5 separate regions of the Mus musculus genome follow, and regions 1, 3, 4 and 5 are each linked to region 2. The links are chromatin contacts, called in public promoter capture Hi-C maps. All regions are on one chromosome and are shown on one strand. The core of a region is the stretch at or near the end of the contact, and the rest is flanking DNA. Distances in the headings are between cores, read along the strand shown.

The links. Promoter capture Hi-C pulls out the DNA fragments that hold promoters and counts their contacts.
Region 1: a promoter capture Hi-C map of pre-B cells shows a contact between it and region 2. The contact joins the promoter of Ankrd33b here to the promoter of Trio in region 2.
Region 3: a promoter capture Hi-C map of pre-B cells shows a contact between it and region 2. The contact joins the promoter of Marchf6 here to the promoter of Trio in region 2. A contact is called at or near these places in 3 of 39 promoter capture datasets (cranial neural crest, hematopoietic stem and progenitor cells and pre-B cells) and 1 of 484 Hi-C or Micro-C datasets (CD8 T cells).
Region 4: a promoter capture Hi-C map of pre-B cells shows a contact between it and region 2. The contact joins the promoter of Ropn1l here to the promoter of Trio in region 2. A contact is called at or near these places in 2 of 39 promoter capture datasets (cranial neural crest and pre-B cells).
Region 5: a contact with region 2 is called in a promoter capture Hi-C map of pre-B cells. The contact joins the promoter of Dap here to the promoter of Trio in region 2. A contact is called at or near these places in 4 of 39 promoter capture datasets (cranial neural crest, frontonasal cranial neural crest, pre-B cells and 1 more).

The regions. Positions count from the first base shown.
Region 1 is chr15:31,366,248-31,369,313 of GRCm38.p6, reverse strand. Ankrd33b (ankyrin repeat domain 33B) reads left to right here and starts at 1,555. Exons shown (of 4, transcript NM_001164441.1): 1 at 1,555-2,275. The coding sequence starts at 1,922.
Region 2 is chr15:28,024,444-28,027,660 of GRCm38.p6, reverse strand. It overlaps Trio (triple functional domain (PTPRF interacting)), which reads left to right and starts at 1,813. Exons shown (of 57, transcript NM_001081302.1): 1 at 1,813-2,321. The coding sequence starts at 2,165.
Region 3 is chr15:31,529,633-31,532,708 of GRCm38.p6, reverse strand. Marchf6 (membrane associated ring-CH-type finger 6) reads left to right here and starts at 1,672. Exons shown (of 26, transcript NM_172606.2): 1 at 1,672-1,906. The coding sequence starts at 1,888. Gm41287 (a long non-coding RNA gene) reads right to left here and starts at 1,605. Exons shown (of 3, transcript XR_875101.3): 1 at 772-1,605; 2 at 1-594.
Region 4 is chr15:31,451,835-31,455,091 of GRCm38.p6, reverse strand. Ropn1l (ropporin 1-like) reads left to right here and starts at 1,403. Exons shown (of 5, transcript NM_145852.2): 1 at 1,403-1,679. The coding sequence starts at 1,549. It overlaps Gm49208 (a long non-coding RNA gene), which reads right to left and starts at 1,421. Exons shown (of 2, transcript XR_003951491.1): 1 at 1,180-1,421; 2 at 1-412.
Region 5 is chr15:31,223,033-31,226,000 of GRCm38.p6, reverse strand. Dap (death-associated protein) reads right to left here and starts at 1,616. Exons shown (of 4, transcript NM_146057.3): 1 at 1,418-1,616. The coding sequence starts at 1,472.

The sequences.
Region 1 (3,066 bases), core at 306-2,805, 3.3 Mb before region 2:
CACACACGGTTTAGGGAGCAACTGTCCCTTGTAAATCCCCTGGGTCCCTGTAACAGAAGCTGACCTGGAAAGGGAAATTCCCAGCGGGAATTTATGCAGCTGTGGACAGTTACAGATGGCGAGAGAAGTTGAACAGTGCTTGGGAGTGGGGGGATTTTGGTTTTCAGAAAGAAAGCCCCGGTACACCAGATCCTCCCACAACCTCAGTGTGACTGGCCCAGTGCGGGTGGCTCTAGGCACCCTAGAACTCTGGAAAGTCTTTCAGCCTGCAGTGCCTGTTTTTTGTTGTTGTTGTTGTTGGTGGTTTGTTTGTTTGTTTTTTTGTTGTGTTTTGTTTTGAGACAGCCCTGGCTGTCCTGGAACTCACTCTGTAGACCAGGCTGGCCTCGAACTCAGAAATCCGCTTGCCCCTGCCTCCCAATTGCTGGGATTAAAGGCTTGTGCCATCACTGCCTGCCGGCTCCAGTGCCCATTTGGAGTATACTGCACGAGGTTTCCCACTATGCCCTTTGGCTTGCCCACCCACATCCAGGTCCTTGTGTCTTGTCTCCAGGATCTTAGTCGTGTTCCCCTTTGGGCCTCCCACGGGCTGACGTGCCTGGTAGGCTCGCTGTCAGGATGGGTAGAAATGAAGAGGAGGCAGTGGGGTGAGAGAGAAGTGAGGGGTTTCTTGCTGCCTCATGAGACACAGCTGGGATATACAAGTTTTCCTCTAGAACAGGGCCATGCCACCTCCTCCTCTTTATAGTGAGGGGGGCTCCAAGTGATAAATTCATCCACACACTTCCGACAACTCAACATGGCCAGTAATCTCGATTTCCGAAATGTTTGTTTCTAGTCCTGGGATCAAAGCTGGTCGGTCTCCAGCCTTCTCTGGTTCATCTTCCATGACCCGTTACCACCCTCTCCCCTCTGCCAAGTGACAATAGTCAGGAGTTGGGGAGAGTAGAGCCCTCTCACGGCTCTGACCAGGTGCTGTCTCTCTTCACCCCGTCATCCTCCCTGCGGTTCCTGATCACTTTTCCATCTCCCTAAGATTTTTTTCCTATCAACCTGCCAGTCACAGCCGGCTTGGGTGACTTGGAGACTCTGCAGACCCTGTCTTCCTTTCAAGTTAGCCCCTCTCTCCCCAAATCAGCCTCGGGTCCTTATTTGGATCAGGATCGTCACTAGGACAGGTTCTCCCCAAGATGGAATTTCCTCCTAAGTGGACAGCTCCACCATTCGCCCCGAGCGGACGCTTTTCCACTCTCCAAGAGAGTTTTCAGGGAGTCCCAGGACTGCAACTGGTCAGAACTAGGACTGCCCGAGAGGTGACGGTCTTGCGGCTGCCCCTCTCCTTCGGCCCTGGGGCGGATTACGGTCCTCAGTGGGGAGTGGGAAAGGGGCGAGCCTCCTGGTGCGGGTACTTTCCGACGCTGGAAACTTGCTTAGCCTTTGGCGTCTCCGGACTCCATCTCCGCCCGGGCCCCCAGGGAGCAGCCCTTGGCGGGGCGGGGCGCCTGCTGTCCCTCACGCTAGCTTTCAGCCTCTCGAGTTACAGCTTCAGGATCTCCCGAACAAGCCTTTCCCTGCTCGGGACAAAGTGGCCGTGTGGTGGTGGCACGGTTTGGAGAGGATCTCTGATGCTCCCGGGACTCTAACCGGGAAGGCGCCCCGCCCGCTGCCTCGCTTTCACCCCGCCCGGCGGGGCAGGGAAAGCCCCCGGCGGCTCCTCCCACCCAAGGGGCTTTTCTCCAGTCGCCAGTGACTTTGCACCGGGAGCGCAGCCGCCTGGAGCTGCTTTCTGCCAGGCTGGAGCGCGCGGGGCTCCTGCTCTTCTGCGAACGCAGGGGCCAAGGGTCGGTGACCTCCGGGCGCGCCCCGTTTTCGTGTCCCCTAATTCGAGCCCCAGCCCCCGGCCCGCGCCTTGGCCTCCAGCATGGTGCTGCTGGCTGGGCCCGGGCCGGAGGGCGGCGGGACACGCTGCTTGTCCCCGCAGTCGCCGACGCCACCCCGTAGCGAGCAGACAGGAGAAGACCCAGCGGACTACGAGGAGTACGAAGACTTCTCTAGTCTGCCGGACACCCGCAGCATCGCATCGGACGATTCCTTCTACCCTCCCGGAGGCGAGGAAGAGTACGGCTCGGTGAGCGCGGAGAGCGTCCCGGAGGGCGTCCCTGAGGCGGCGACCCTCCTGCGCGCCGCCTGCGCCAACGACGTGGGGTTGCTGCGGGCGCTAGTGCGGCGCGGGCCGAGTTCCGAGGAGGTACGGGAGACTGACCGCAACGGCCGGGTAAGTCCCGACAGGGTTTGGGTTCCCTCCGCTCTTCTCCCTTGCCCGCATTTCCTTGTCACTCCAATCCTGGATCAACTGCCGCTCAGAGCACCCTTTCCTTCCTGTGAGGCAATTGGGACCCCATTTGCCGAGCGGGCAGAGATGGTCCAGCCCGGCTTCCTACTTCATCCAGGACCCTTTACCGCCCCGGTATCCCCGAATTCTCCCCAGAGGAAGAATTCTCCGCGCTGGAAATGTGGTGACATCTGAGATGTGTGTGTGTGTGTGTGTGTGTGTGTGTGTGTGTGTGTGTGTGTGGTGTCCCTTCCACTCAGTGCCCCTCTGACTGTTACCTTTCCCCAGGCACCAGGTAGGCAATGGTCTCTACTCACTTTCAGGGGACATTTTCCTACCCCCATCCGCATTTGTCCGCTCTGCCTCTCCCGCTGTCTTTGCCTAACACGTTGGATTAGGATTTGGAAGCTACAGTTCCTTTCATTACCTAAACCGCCCTGGCTTTTTACGTGCTTTTCCTAGTGGCCCGCGCGGCGACCAGCCAGCTTTATGTGCGGTCACCGCTCGGGTCGAAGCCAATGAGCCTTCACAGCCACGCTTCAGGCAGGCCGGGTGCTGCGCAGCTCAGTAGGGGCACACTCCAGGGTCAGCACGCGGGGAAGTAAGGAGGCAGTCTCCGTTTATTACGCCAAGATTCAGAGATAGTAAGAAAGTTTAAAAAAAAAGTTGGAGAGCTGTTTCCACTGACTAGTAAATGGGAAAGTGACCGCTGTGGCCGTGTCCCCATTAGTCTC
Region 2 (3,217 bases), core at 564-3,063:
CAATCTCTACCTAAGTTACTTGTACTTCTGCCTTTGTCACTTCTACCCCATTTGCTTATTCCTTTACATCAGTATGGACTCAAAAATATTTATTTATTTTTTTTGCTTGTAATCAAACAGTGCTATGTTGTCTTTCTGAAATTGTTCTGGCTTGGGCCATGAAGAGCTCTTTCGACTGTTTCCTTTGTGTCCTGGGTAATCTTTTTCTGTGCTGCTTCCCCCCCCCCCCCTTGGGAAGTCATTTCCTTACCTTCTGGCACAACAGGGTGCTCATGTTAAATACTTCCTGCCCCACTACCAGAATCACCCATTTTCCCAAAGAGCCTGAATTCCTTTAATTGGAGGAAAGTATTAAAAACAAGATCTGAGAACCATAGAAACGCTCCATCTGTGGTAAAATACTTACTCTGCAAGCATGGGAACCTGAATTCAGTTCCTCGGTATTCCAGCTTTTTACTGCAGCTTGGGCACTAGGGAGGCAGAGATGGGAGGATCTTTATGTATTGCTAGTCAACTGTCTAACTAACCAAGGAACTCCAGATTCAGTGAGAGACTCTGCTCCAAAAAAACTAAGGTGAGAAGTGGATGACTGAGTTAGACACTGGGTACCTACCTCTTGTATTCATATAAACACAGACCCAAAACACAAATGTCGATAGTGCGTGCAGGCACACATGAGAGGCAGAGAGACAGTCATCAAAACGCTAGGTGTTTCCAGGGCCAATTAATTGACAGAGCAAGAAAATACAGGCATATGTACTATCATGCGGTCCAAAATATAAGCACACAGCTGTAGATCTTTACACACACCTATTGCAAGGTGAACACAAATTCCTATGGGTGTCTTCAAACTTCATCCTGACCGAAACCAAGCCTTCTAGCCCTTTTCCCTTGCTTGTCTGAGACTGCCAAGGGGAAAAGATCTGGTGGTCACTTAATCATCGTTCTCCCGTTAAACATAGGTGCGGGGTGTAGTTTGATGGAATTTGTTGATCTGTTTTCTCCTGCATGTGATTCTCAATTACCCGGCGCCCATTCCTTCACTGCACTCATCTTGCAGCCGTGACATAAAGCAGAATTTGATATTCCACACATCTGATTTAACGTACATTTTCTTTAAAAGTCCCTTTCCTCTGGTCTCCCCTGCCTCCATCATCTTCCCACTACATCTGGGTAGCCTGAGGACCCAGCACACTTGGGAGATGGGGATTCCCCGCAAGCACCCCCTCTCTCGCGCCTGCTTTTTACATACAAGGAGACGGTAGACTAGAGCAGATAATCTGTTTTCACTGCCTCTCTGCTCATTCAACAATTATCCCGCCCCTTCTACATGCCAGTGACAGCGCTGTGCCTGCGAAGGCCACACCAGCTCCATATCCTGGTCGCTCGGCCCCGCGGGTGACATAAATAATAATGAAAACGCTCCAGCGCTAGGACCGCTTGCAGTGCAGGCGCGAGAGTCCTGGCAGGGGGCGCAGTGCCCGTCCTGGAAGGCCAGTGTGGCTCGGTCACACTTGTTCCTGCTCCTCCCAGGTTTGGAGCAGCCCTGGAGGAGGAGACCTGGCCCGCTCCACGTTCTCTCTCAGCCACTCCATTTCGCCCTCCGGGCTCCCAGGCGCGGCTCCGCCCCTCCAGGACCCGCCCACAAAAGGCCCCGCCCACCAGCCGAGCCCACGCTCCGGCCGCTAACGAAGCTCTCCGGAAATTCCCGAAGCCCCTCTTTTTCCTTCCTCTCCTTTCCCTGCTCTCCCTTTCCTTTCACCCGGGCTCCCTCGGCCGTGATTTCTCCCTCCCCCTCCTTCCTTCCCCGTCGGAAAGCAAGATGGAGGCTCGCTGCTGCCGCCGGCGTTCGTGATCGCGGAGCTTCGCAGCCCCGGCCCCCGCCCTCGCGTGTCCGCGCCGCTGCCCGTGCCCCGGCCGGCCACGCCGAGGCCGTGGCTCCGCGCGCCCGCTCCGCGCCAGGCTCGCGGCTCCCGGGCGGTGTCCTCGTCTATGTGGGCGCGCTCCTCGGGCCGAGCCGCCGCCGCCCGCCGCCCCGGGGCTGTGCGTCCGCGCGCCGGGCGCGGGCAGCTGGGTGCTCGGCGCCGCCAGGCCAGGCGCAGGCGGCTGGGTGCGCGGAGCTAGGGGCGCGGGGCCCGAGGCGGGCTCGTCCGCCGCCGAAGCCATGAGCGGCAGCAGCGGCGGTGCCACCGCCCCGGCCGCGTCCTCCGGCCCCGCGGCAGCGGCCAGCGCGGCGGGCTCCGGCTGCGGGGGCGGCGCCGGCGAGGGCGCCGAGGAGGCCGCCAAGGACCTAGCCGACATCGCGGCCTTCTTCCGATCCGGTGAGTACCGCGGTTGCCCCGCGCGCTCGGCCGGCCCGGCGCGCCCGGATCTCCGGCCCGGTATAGCCCTGCGCGCTCTCGTCCCTGTCGCCGCATCGGGGCTCTGCGATCCACGCCGGCGTGTCAGGTTACCCACGCCGCCCTTGTGCTGCGGCTCGTCCCGGGCGCCTTCACTCGCTTTCCCGGCGCTCGCCCCTCGTGCCAGGCTAGACACCCCTCGGCCTCCCGTTTCAGCGGCCACGGCCCCGCGGGTAGGGGCGCCGGCTCTTTGTCTCTTGCTGGAGGGCCGAGGAGGCGGCGGCGGGGACGGCGTGGGCGGAGGCCGGTGTCCCGGAGGACGAGCTCACCGGGACCGGGGACAGCAGCTCTGCCCTGTAATAGCTTTTGGGCCGCTGGTAGCTGGACCACCAACCCCATTATCAGCGAGTGTCCCGACTCGGGGCTCTAGCCTGTCATCCAGCCTTGGTGTACGGTTCTGTGAAACGGGGCAGCCATCGCACCTCAGCCCAGGAACCGAGGACGGTGGCCGAGCTGAGGCGGCGGTCGGGTCGAGCCATTGTTTCTGGGGGAGGCCCGGGAAGGACATCTGGGACCGTGGTGGCCCTTGGGAGAGGCGTGGGACCAGGGCTGGCGGGCACTGCGTGGGTGGCGTGGACCTGGAGGCAGTGAGGGGCAGTTTAGGGTCCGCTCTGGCGAGCCGGAGGTGGCCGAGGAGGAGGCTAGCCCGGAGCCCGGCGGGCGGGAGGGGCGCTGGTGTGCTGCGCAGGGGGCGTGACGGGGCGTCCCGGGGACCCCGGTAACGGCGCCTCCTCCAAGCCCGGCCCGGCCCAGATCCCGCGCGAGCCCGGCTCGCGTCCGCGCGTCCCTGCGTGCAGTCCGGTTTGCTTGCGCGTCCG
Region 3 (3,076 bases), core at 423-2,922, 3.5 Mb before region 2:
TGGCATCATGAGGCCAGTTCACAAGAGTAAGCATGGTCCACAGATCTCAGCTTTTCTGTGTGACACATATCCTTTCTTCACTCCTGTTGCTGCAAGCTGCGCAGGATAGGGCAGAGGATGAAGGTGATATGCATACCAGTGTGTGTGGAATCAGGAGCTGAGCATCTGCATGGGGCTAAACTTAGCTTTTTTTTTTTTTTTTTTTTTTTTGTGAGAAATCTCAAAGACAAACCTACAGGGACTGTCTTCTGTTGGGGGCTTTTTTTTTTTTTTTTTTTTTTTTTTGGTCTATTCTATTGTGTTCTAGTACATCAAGGTAGAAGAGAAGGAAGGTTAGAGGGAAAGGGGGATGTAGACCTTTTTGACTACTCCTGATCATTAGGGGCATTGAGTTTCTTGAGATCAGTCCAATCTTCCACAACAGGGCATCTCCAACGTCTCATTAAGCAACAGCAACAGGAGCAGCAGGAACCAAAAACCTCCTCCTCCTCTTCTGCTTCCTCCTTCTCTTCTGCCTCCTCCTCCTCTCCCCACTTCTTCTTCCTCAAAGCACCTCCCACTGCTCTGGAGACTGCCATTTAGATCACTCCCCTCCTAGAGTACGAGACAATCATAGTTAACGGTTGTGGCCCATCTGAAGCAGCCCCATATCCCACACCTGGGGTTAAAACAAAAACAGTCACATAACTTTTTTTTTTTTTTTTTTTTTTTGGTTTTTTGAGACAGGGTTTCTCTGTGTAGCCCTGTAGTCCCGGCTGTCCCGGAACTCACTCTGTAGATCAGACTGGCCTCCAACTCAGAAATCCACCTGCCTCTGCCTCCCAAGTGCTGGGATTAAGGGCATGCACCACCTCTGCCCGGCCAAAATTCCGTTTCTTGAATCTACTTTCCGTTATGTGCACGTTTAAGCATCCGGGTTGGAAACACTTTTCTTCTAATCTGTACTATCTTATTTAGAGAAAGCTCTAAGGATTATGTGAGGAAGGTGGCCTACTGATGCGAGCAGGTCTGAGTCTTTCATCATTCTTTCATCAGCCATTTAGTTCTGGCCAGGTAAGCTTCCCTTAATTGTGTCGCCATCTGAACCCATTTCCCTTAGAGGTAGATTCAATGTTGGCTTTCAGCTGTGAAGACGTGGTCTTTCCACTCAATTGCATAAGCCTCCCCAGGAGAGATTCTGATAACCTGGATGCTCGTCTTTTTCCATCTTAGGGATGCTTCTGTAATTCTTTCAGACGTGCCTCAGAACCACTCAAGAGCGGAACCAAAAATGCTCGTTCCGGGGCCGACTCTGAACGCCCCGGGAGTGGCGGTCGGGTACCCCAAGCTGGGACCCTTTGTCCCCCACACCCGCTCCGGCGGGCGGGCGGGCGTGCGCGCCGGGCTCGCTCCCGCCGCTCCGCGTTCCTTTTGTCCCGGAACGCGCCCGCGCCGCCGCCGCCGCAGCCGCCCCTCCGCGAGGTGCCTGCCGCCTGCCTCTAGGTTTTCAGTCTCCATCCCGCGCGCAGCCTTCGCCACCAGTCAGGCCGTGTTTCGCACCCCGCCCCCGCCTCCGCGAGCCCGGCGCGAGCGCGAGCGAAGGCGCGCGCCGGATGTGACGCGCAGCGCTCCGGCGCCCCGCCTTTTCCGCCGCGCGCCCCGCCCAGGCCCGTCGCTCGGCCGCGCGCCCCTCCCCCCTCCCCGGCGCTCGCTTTCTGTCAGTCGCTGTCCCTGTCCCCCTCGCCCGCGACCGGCTTCCTCTCGCACCCGAGCGCACGCACTTGCCCGGCCCGCGTCCTCTTCCTCCTCCACTCCTCCCGCCCGCCCGCCCGCCTTTCCCTTCGGGCCCCGAGGCTCTGCCGGGTCGCGGGCGCCTCGCGGCTGCGTCACCGCCGCCCCCCAGACAAGATGGACACCGCCGAGGAAGGTGAGGCGGCGGCGCCCGCGCCCTTGCAGCGGCGCCCGCGCTCCAGTCGGGCCGAGGCGCTCGCGGCGGATCCCGCGGGCAGTTTGCTTGCCCGGCGGGCGGGCGGGCGGGCGGGCGGGCGAGCGCGCGGCTCGAGCTGGTCCTCCAGCGGGCTCGGATCGGAAGGTGACCCTCTGCGCGCCCCCCGCCGGTTCCCGCGGGCGACGAGGACTCAGCCTCGGCTGGGACACTGGGGTGCCAGGACTTCGGTGTCCGAGACGTGGGGTGCCGGGACGTGGGACATCCCGGACGTGGGGGTGTCGCGACGTGGGGTGCTCGAGACATGGGGATGTCGGGAAGTGGGGCGCTGGAGACCATAGGGTGCCCGAGGCGTGGGGCTGCCGGGGACTTGACGGTGTGGAAGATCGGGGCCCCGGCCACCGCCATCCCGCGGTCCGCGGAGGAGGGGGCCGCAGTGCGAAGTCCGGGGGCGTTTCCACTCCCCTCCCCCACTCGTTTTTCCCCCCTCCGTGTTCGAGTCTGTTTGCTGTTGTCCTGTAGGCCCAACCTCTGCCACACAACTTCTTTGTTGACTTTGAAACTTCGCGGAAAATACCCCGCGAGGTGACGACTGCTGAGTGGACTGAACTGACCCCTGCTGCAAAATCTTGCTCTCTGTTTGCCTTACCCTAACTGCACTGACCAGACCCGAGAGGGGACGGTTTCTAGAGACTATTGGAGGAGGGAAAGGCGAATATTTAGGTTTCTTCTAAATCCTTGTCACCACAAAGCAAGGGTTTGTTTGTTTTGTTTGTGGACGTGTACTTTGGATGCGGTTGTTTTGAATTAGCAGAGAACACGAAAGAAAAGCAGCCACATGGGTGTAGAAAGCAGCCGCTTACCTGACGTTGTGGCAAAGTGTTTTAAAGCAGTTTTTAGAGGCACTGATGTATTAGTGAGTCTGTAGAGGAAATTATTGATCATGTACTTACTAGTGCAGATACTTACTGTTTAGATATATTCTTGTTCGAATGAGCGTTCTTTTCAACCTCAGGCTTTATTTTACCGACTTTACATGCAATCGAACCATCAAGCACTTGTATTGAAGTCATTAGAGTAATAAAAAGTTTAGTAATAATGTGATGAGTTGATTTTTTTTAAAAAAAAGTATTGTTTACAAAATATGCACAG
Region 4 (3,257 bases), core at 154-2,653, 3.4 Mb before region 2:
CCGGGGAGACCGCTGAGGCCTAGCTGCTTCCTCAGTGGGCTCGTTAGGTCTGCACACATACACACCTAGTCCTCCATCAGCCTCCTGCTGCTACTCTGCAAGCCTTTAAAACCATGGGTAGACTGTCAGCAAGGCACAGGCCCCTCTGCATCACTTTATGTTGTTTAGCCATTGCGTTGGGTTTTTTTATTTTGTTTTGTTTTCTTTAATCTCCTTTGCTTATACAACCGTGCCTAAGACTTTCTTTCGGCTCGTTCATTTATGCTTTAGGATGTACTTGGAGGAGGAAGGAGCTTCTTGCTCAGGAACCACACCCATTTTGCTTAGGTGGCCATTTCCTTGCCATAGTGTATCTGGTAAAGCAGACACTTCCGTATGTATTCAGTGGATTCCACACAACGGGGCATGGATGCTGAAATTAAAAAAAAAAAAAAAGTGAAGTATTTGGACTGGTAACAGAATGAAAAGCAAACATTCACACTACAGATACTGTACAAACGAACTAATAGTAACTTATGTAGGGAAAAAAAAGGTCAATGTAGGCTAGGCTCACTTTTTTTTTTTTTTTTTTTTTAGATACAACAGCAAAATATAATTCACTTAAGAAAACAAAAGCTGAATTGTCACAATTTATACCTGAGACTTTTAAGAATAAAAGGAACAGACACCTGCACACCCAGATTGTTTTACAATCTTTTCCGCTTCACCAGTCATGTGGTGGTGGTGGTGGTGGTGGTGGTGGTGGTGGTGGTGGTGGTGGTGGTGGTGGTGGTGGTGGTGGTGTGGGTGGGAACAGACTTGTTGCTTCTTGAAGCGCTAAATGTTGCCCAGGCTGGTCTCCAATTCCCAGCTCAAATGAACCCCAGCCTTGCGAGTCTCGCAGTCCCCACATCAGATTTTAACTCTGTTGGTTTTACCCGATTGTGTTGTTTTTCTTTGGAGACCATGATAGAGGTTTTAATAAAAGTTAACCTACCAAGCTACATAATAGGCATTATTATTTACTCCTTATGCCTATCCCCCCCCTTAGGATAAATATTGCTAAGTCGTTAGAAAATCCTGTAGTCCCCAGATAAACGCTCATTTCTGTCAACAGTGTCTGAGAGTCCTTGTTTTCCCATTCTATTAACTAAATGTTTTTTTGCCAAGCTGCTTTGGTTTGGAAATGTGTATTCATACAGTGGGTGTGTGGACCAAATGGAGTCACACGCCAAGCCGAGACCCTGGTCGAGACCTCTTGGGGTTCGGATTAGCGCAACCTCCGCGTTTTAGGAAAACAAGCTGTTTTATGGCGCTCTCCGCTCTGTGGTCACTCGTTGGTCACAGAGGCCAGCCGGACGTCCGCCCCTTGTTTGCTGAGGCTGTGCGCATGCGCAGCTCGGGTTGCCTGGAGACCGCACGCCACAATCGCGTGCTCTATCCGCTCTGGGCGGTTGGGCCTCAGTTTCCTGAGGGGGCGGAGCAGTCCCTCCCCGCCGCCCGCTGCGCTGACCCTGCCTCTCCTCCCCGCAGCACAACGTCCCAGGCCGCCGCGGTCTCCCCAGAACGATGCCGCTGCCCGACACCATGTTCTGCGCGCAGCAGATCCACATCCCCCCGGAGCTGCCGGACATCCTCAAGCAGTTCACCAAGGCTGCCATCCGTACGCAGCCGGCGGACGTGCTGCAGTGGTCGGCGGGGTAAGGCCGGCCAGGGAACCTCACCCCGTTACCGAGTACAGACGCCGACGTTGTGGGTGTAGACTAACAAAGCTTGCACACCAACCGCGGGGCAAAAAGTGGCTCCGCTGAGTTTAAAAAAAAAAAAAAATCAGTTACAGGGATGTTATAAATGAAACCGCCCAGAACAACTGAATTATGCCCCCACCCACCCCCAAATGAGGCAGAGGTATGTGAAAGCTGCCACCTGAGAAAATTGTCCAGCACAGCTCACAGCTAGCGAACCTTCACACTCTAGAAACAAGGACAGGAACCCTTTCAAGGGCCTGACCATTATAATCTTAACACTCATTCTTTCGGTTTTACAAGAGAACTGTGCCACTTTTTAAATCACGAGAATAACTATTTTTAGCCAAAATTTGCTAACTTTCTCTGAACTATATTAGCTAAGGTGGTTTCGTTACTTTTGGCTGTTTTAACAACTCGACTTTTAAAAAACGACAGCTCTGGAGGTAAAAGCAACAAAACATCTGGAGCAGGCAACAGGCGTTTGGGGTGGCTGCTTCCATATCAGACTCGGCTGTTGGAACTTCCTGGCCCTTCTACAATCCGTGGGTTCTCTTCTGCCTTCCTCTCCTGAGGAGTCCTGTGATACATTTAGGAGCCATACCGTTTCTTCAGGATAGTTTCCCCCATCTAAAGTCCTTAATTGTGCAAAGACGCTTGCCATGTAGAGTACCTCTCACGGGGCTTCAGGGGACAGGACCTGGATGTCTTACTTAGCTCCGTCAGGGTCACCTGTGAGCCCAGCGGTCCCTTTGTCAGTTCTCTCAATAACCCCTCAGCGATATTACATATGCTCGAGCCTTAGAGAGAAGGGCTAGGGTGTCTTTATGAAAGTTTATTTGCACTTCAAGTCTCCGCCCCTATTGGCACATTTATTAATACTACAGAGAGAGTTTTTTTGAAGCCTTACACAAGAAATCCCTGATTCATTAGACTGCCGATGAGGGAACAACTATGAATAGGTGTGAATCCACCAAGCCACAGCATTGTAACCGGGGCCTGGACTTTTAGGTCAACAGTTCTGCATCTGTTTCTCTCGTGGCTGTCCGCACCACTCCTTAGCTCATTAACGAAACCACAGAGAGGAGCACAAAAGTCTTAGTAGTTATAGGTGGAGTTGACCCTAAAGGGTGAAGAGAGAGGGGGTTGCCTTTAATCTATTCAGTCTTCACTATCCATGTCCATCTATCTATGTTTCAGATTTAGATGGTTTCTGATAACTCATAGACATACCTGGTGCCCTGGTGCTTAATTTCATGTTCATCTTCCTGGCTACAAGTTCTTTGACTGTGGCTTAAGACCTTGCCTGGCACAAGGCCTCGTGCTGGCCAAATCCGAAGGGAATTCACTCAAGTTGTTGCCCCAAGCCATTTCTGTGCCTCCTTAACCTCCAGCTCACACATTTTCAGATTCCTAGAATGGAACTTTTTGGGGGGGGTGGGGGTGGGGGGTAGACCCAGGCAGAACTGGGAAAGATGGAAAGTGGGAAGCCTTTGTGTGTCTGCACCACTTAGAGGTGAATGTGTCGAGGTG
Region 5 (2,968 bases), core at 367-2,866, 3.2 Mb before region 2:
TTTTGTTTATGTTTTTTTAGTAGATTTTTTTCATACAATATAGTCTGATTATGTTTTTCCTCTCTCCAACTTTTCCCCCAATTCCTACCCACCATACCTCTCTCTCTCTCTCTCTCTCTCTCTCTCTCTCTCTCTCACACACACACACACACACACACACACACAGAGTCCACAAAACCACAAACCAAAATACACAAGCAATACACTAGTAAGATTTTAAAAAATGCTCAAAGAAAACCACATGAGACAGGAAGTCTACAAAAATACCACTGAGTTCGTTTTGCGTTGGCCATCTATTTACTGGGGCATAGGGCCTACCCTGAAGGTGGTTTAATATACTCAGTGAGACGCCACTGGCGAAGCAAGCCGGTACCCATTGCGGACAGACTTGGTTAGGGATAGGAGCCAGTATCTTAAAGGTAATCTTTCCACAAGTTAATTTGTATTGTAAGAAGTGAGAATTGAACCCAGAGCCTTCCATACTCTAGCATAGTATCTTACACTGAACACAAAGACTCCCGTAGCTATAACTCCTAACCCCAGTTAGGCGAGTTGAGAAGCACTGTCATAGTGAATCAGCTTTGAAATACAGCATACTTTAAAGGCAGTTTCCTCTCTCCTCCTGTTCTCCAGTGGGGCCAGCAGCTGGAGAGTCTAAGTTTTTACTACAGAAAGATGGTACAGATGTGTCCCTACCCCACACAGTCCTCCAAGGTCTGCAGGGAGATGCCCTGGTTTTATACCACAGGAGACTTGGCTTCTAGGACCCACGGTTTCCAGGCTGGCTCTCTGTGGTGCTTCCACAGGTATCTCTGCCACCAGAAAGGGCAGTAGAAATGCCAACTCCTCCAGCCATGGAGGAACAAACAGGAACTGAGTGGAGGCGGCTGCCCAAGGCACACAAAGGTTGCTCACCATTTCCTAAGAGAGGTGGCTCTTTACTGGACTGAACTGCCAGTAAAAAGAAGTTTTGGCTCAGAAGTTCCGGGTTTGCTTTAAAAAAATACCGTTTTAACCACTTTCAAGAGGGAGTTGGATGCGAAAATTAAATGAATAAAGGAAGTCATGCCGGGTGATTAATGATCATAATTATTTCCGCTTCTTTGGTCTGTCAGTGTGAAATGCTGTCAGCCCACGATTAATCATCATGATACAACACTACCTTTTAATTGTTGGGGGTCTCCCACGCAAACATCTGTGCAATCTCATAAAAACTGCCTACTTTTGAGTTTTGACTTGTACAACTAGGGTGTCCCCGCCGGGGAGGGCTGGATCCCGCGACCCGCTCACCTGCACCCCGGGCCCGCTCACCTGCGCGCCTGCGCAGCACACAAGCAAGGGGCACCGGGGCACTGGGACCCCGATCCTGCCCTGTCCCCTCCCGGCGCCCCAAGACATAGTGCAAACCAGTCAGTACCGGCGGGCGGGTGTCCAGCTTTGGTCTCCAGCTTTCCTTCTGGAGGCGAAGACATGGCGCCGCTGGTTTTCGGAGGGGCGACGGCAGCCGCGGGGTGGGCGTCAGTGCGCGCGCGAGGACTCGGGGGAAGGCGTGAGGCGCGCGCTGCTCGGGAACGCGCACTGCCGCCCCGGGCAGGGGGGCGTGGCTCCAAACGGCTGCGTGGCACGGTCCCGCCCACCCGAACTCTGTGAGCCGCCTCGCCTCGCCCCGCCCGTCCTTGTGGAGCATGCGCAGCGGCCAGCGCCACGTACGACTCCAAGGCTATTGTATGGGAAGGATGACAGGGCGCGTGTGTACGTGAAGGGCGGGGCGGCCCTGCGACCAGCGAGGGGCTGGACCCGTGGTGCGTGTTCACTAGCCAAGCTGTCACTGAGGGAAGCGTAGCCTGCTGGTGGTTCGAGACCCCAGCGCGGGGTTTCGTTCAGAGATGGCAGCTCCTGGCTCCTTGGCTCACTTTGCAGCAAAACTTATCCGTTACTCTCTAGAACTCGCAGCTCTGCAAGATCAGCAGTCTTCTATCTTTAGAAAAGGGCCTGCCACCATCCCTTCCAGGCTGCACACGGATCTTAGACGACCCAGCTATTAAAAGAGGCAGGGTGCCACACCTCTCTACTCCTTCCTTACTCTCAGAACCTCTTGACTGATCTCTCAGAACCTCTCCCTGACCCCAGGCTGCCAAATCCGAAGGTCACTTGTCCAGTGCCTTTGATCTCGTAGGAGCACTGCAGACAGCTCTGGATGTTCTTTAGCTTTAGGGACGCCATGTCTCTGCCTTGTCCAGACCACCGTGGCTGCCATTCGGCTTGGCAAGCTTCTCTGTAGACTTGTAAATATTTGTATCTCCCGTGCATCATCCTTGGCCCTCTTCCCTACACGTTCCTGGGGTGCTTTCCACTGTAATGATGTTGGCGTCTGAGTAATTCATAAATTACTCAGAATTATTTAGCTCGCGGTTCTCAAGAGGCAAGTGGTTTGCAGGCTTGCATAGAAACAATTTCTTAGTCGAGGAGGTTTGAAGCCCTTGTGGCCATCAAATGCAACCTGTAGCACATACAACCCACAAGGCTTTTTTCGTGACAGGGCCTGGCAAACTAGCAGCTCATTGCTTATGGCTCCTTGACCCATATTGGTTGTTCTGATCCTTCTTTAGTGGGACAGGCCAGTTCTTCTGGTCTTGGCATCTGCTATTCCCATCACTGAGCACTGATTCCTCCAGATATCTACATGACTGACTCCTTCCTATAGTACAACCAGCTTGTGAAGTCAGCTGACCTGTGGGATCTGAGAATGTAGCCAAGGTGCCCGGCTCATGTTTCTGTTCATGTTTTTTACTGCCTCCATGCGATCAACCTCATCTGGCCGTCCTTATTTCTCTCTGCTCATTTACTGGAATTCTCCATGGACTGGACTGTCAGCTCCATGGAAGGAGAAGCCTGGTATATGGTTTTCACTTATATTCCAGGCCCTTAGCCATGGCAATCGCAAAAGACCCATATAATCCTGGAACAG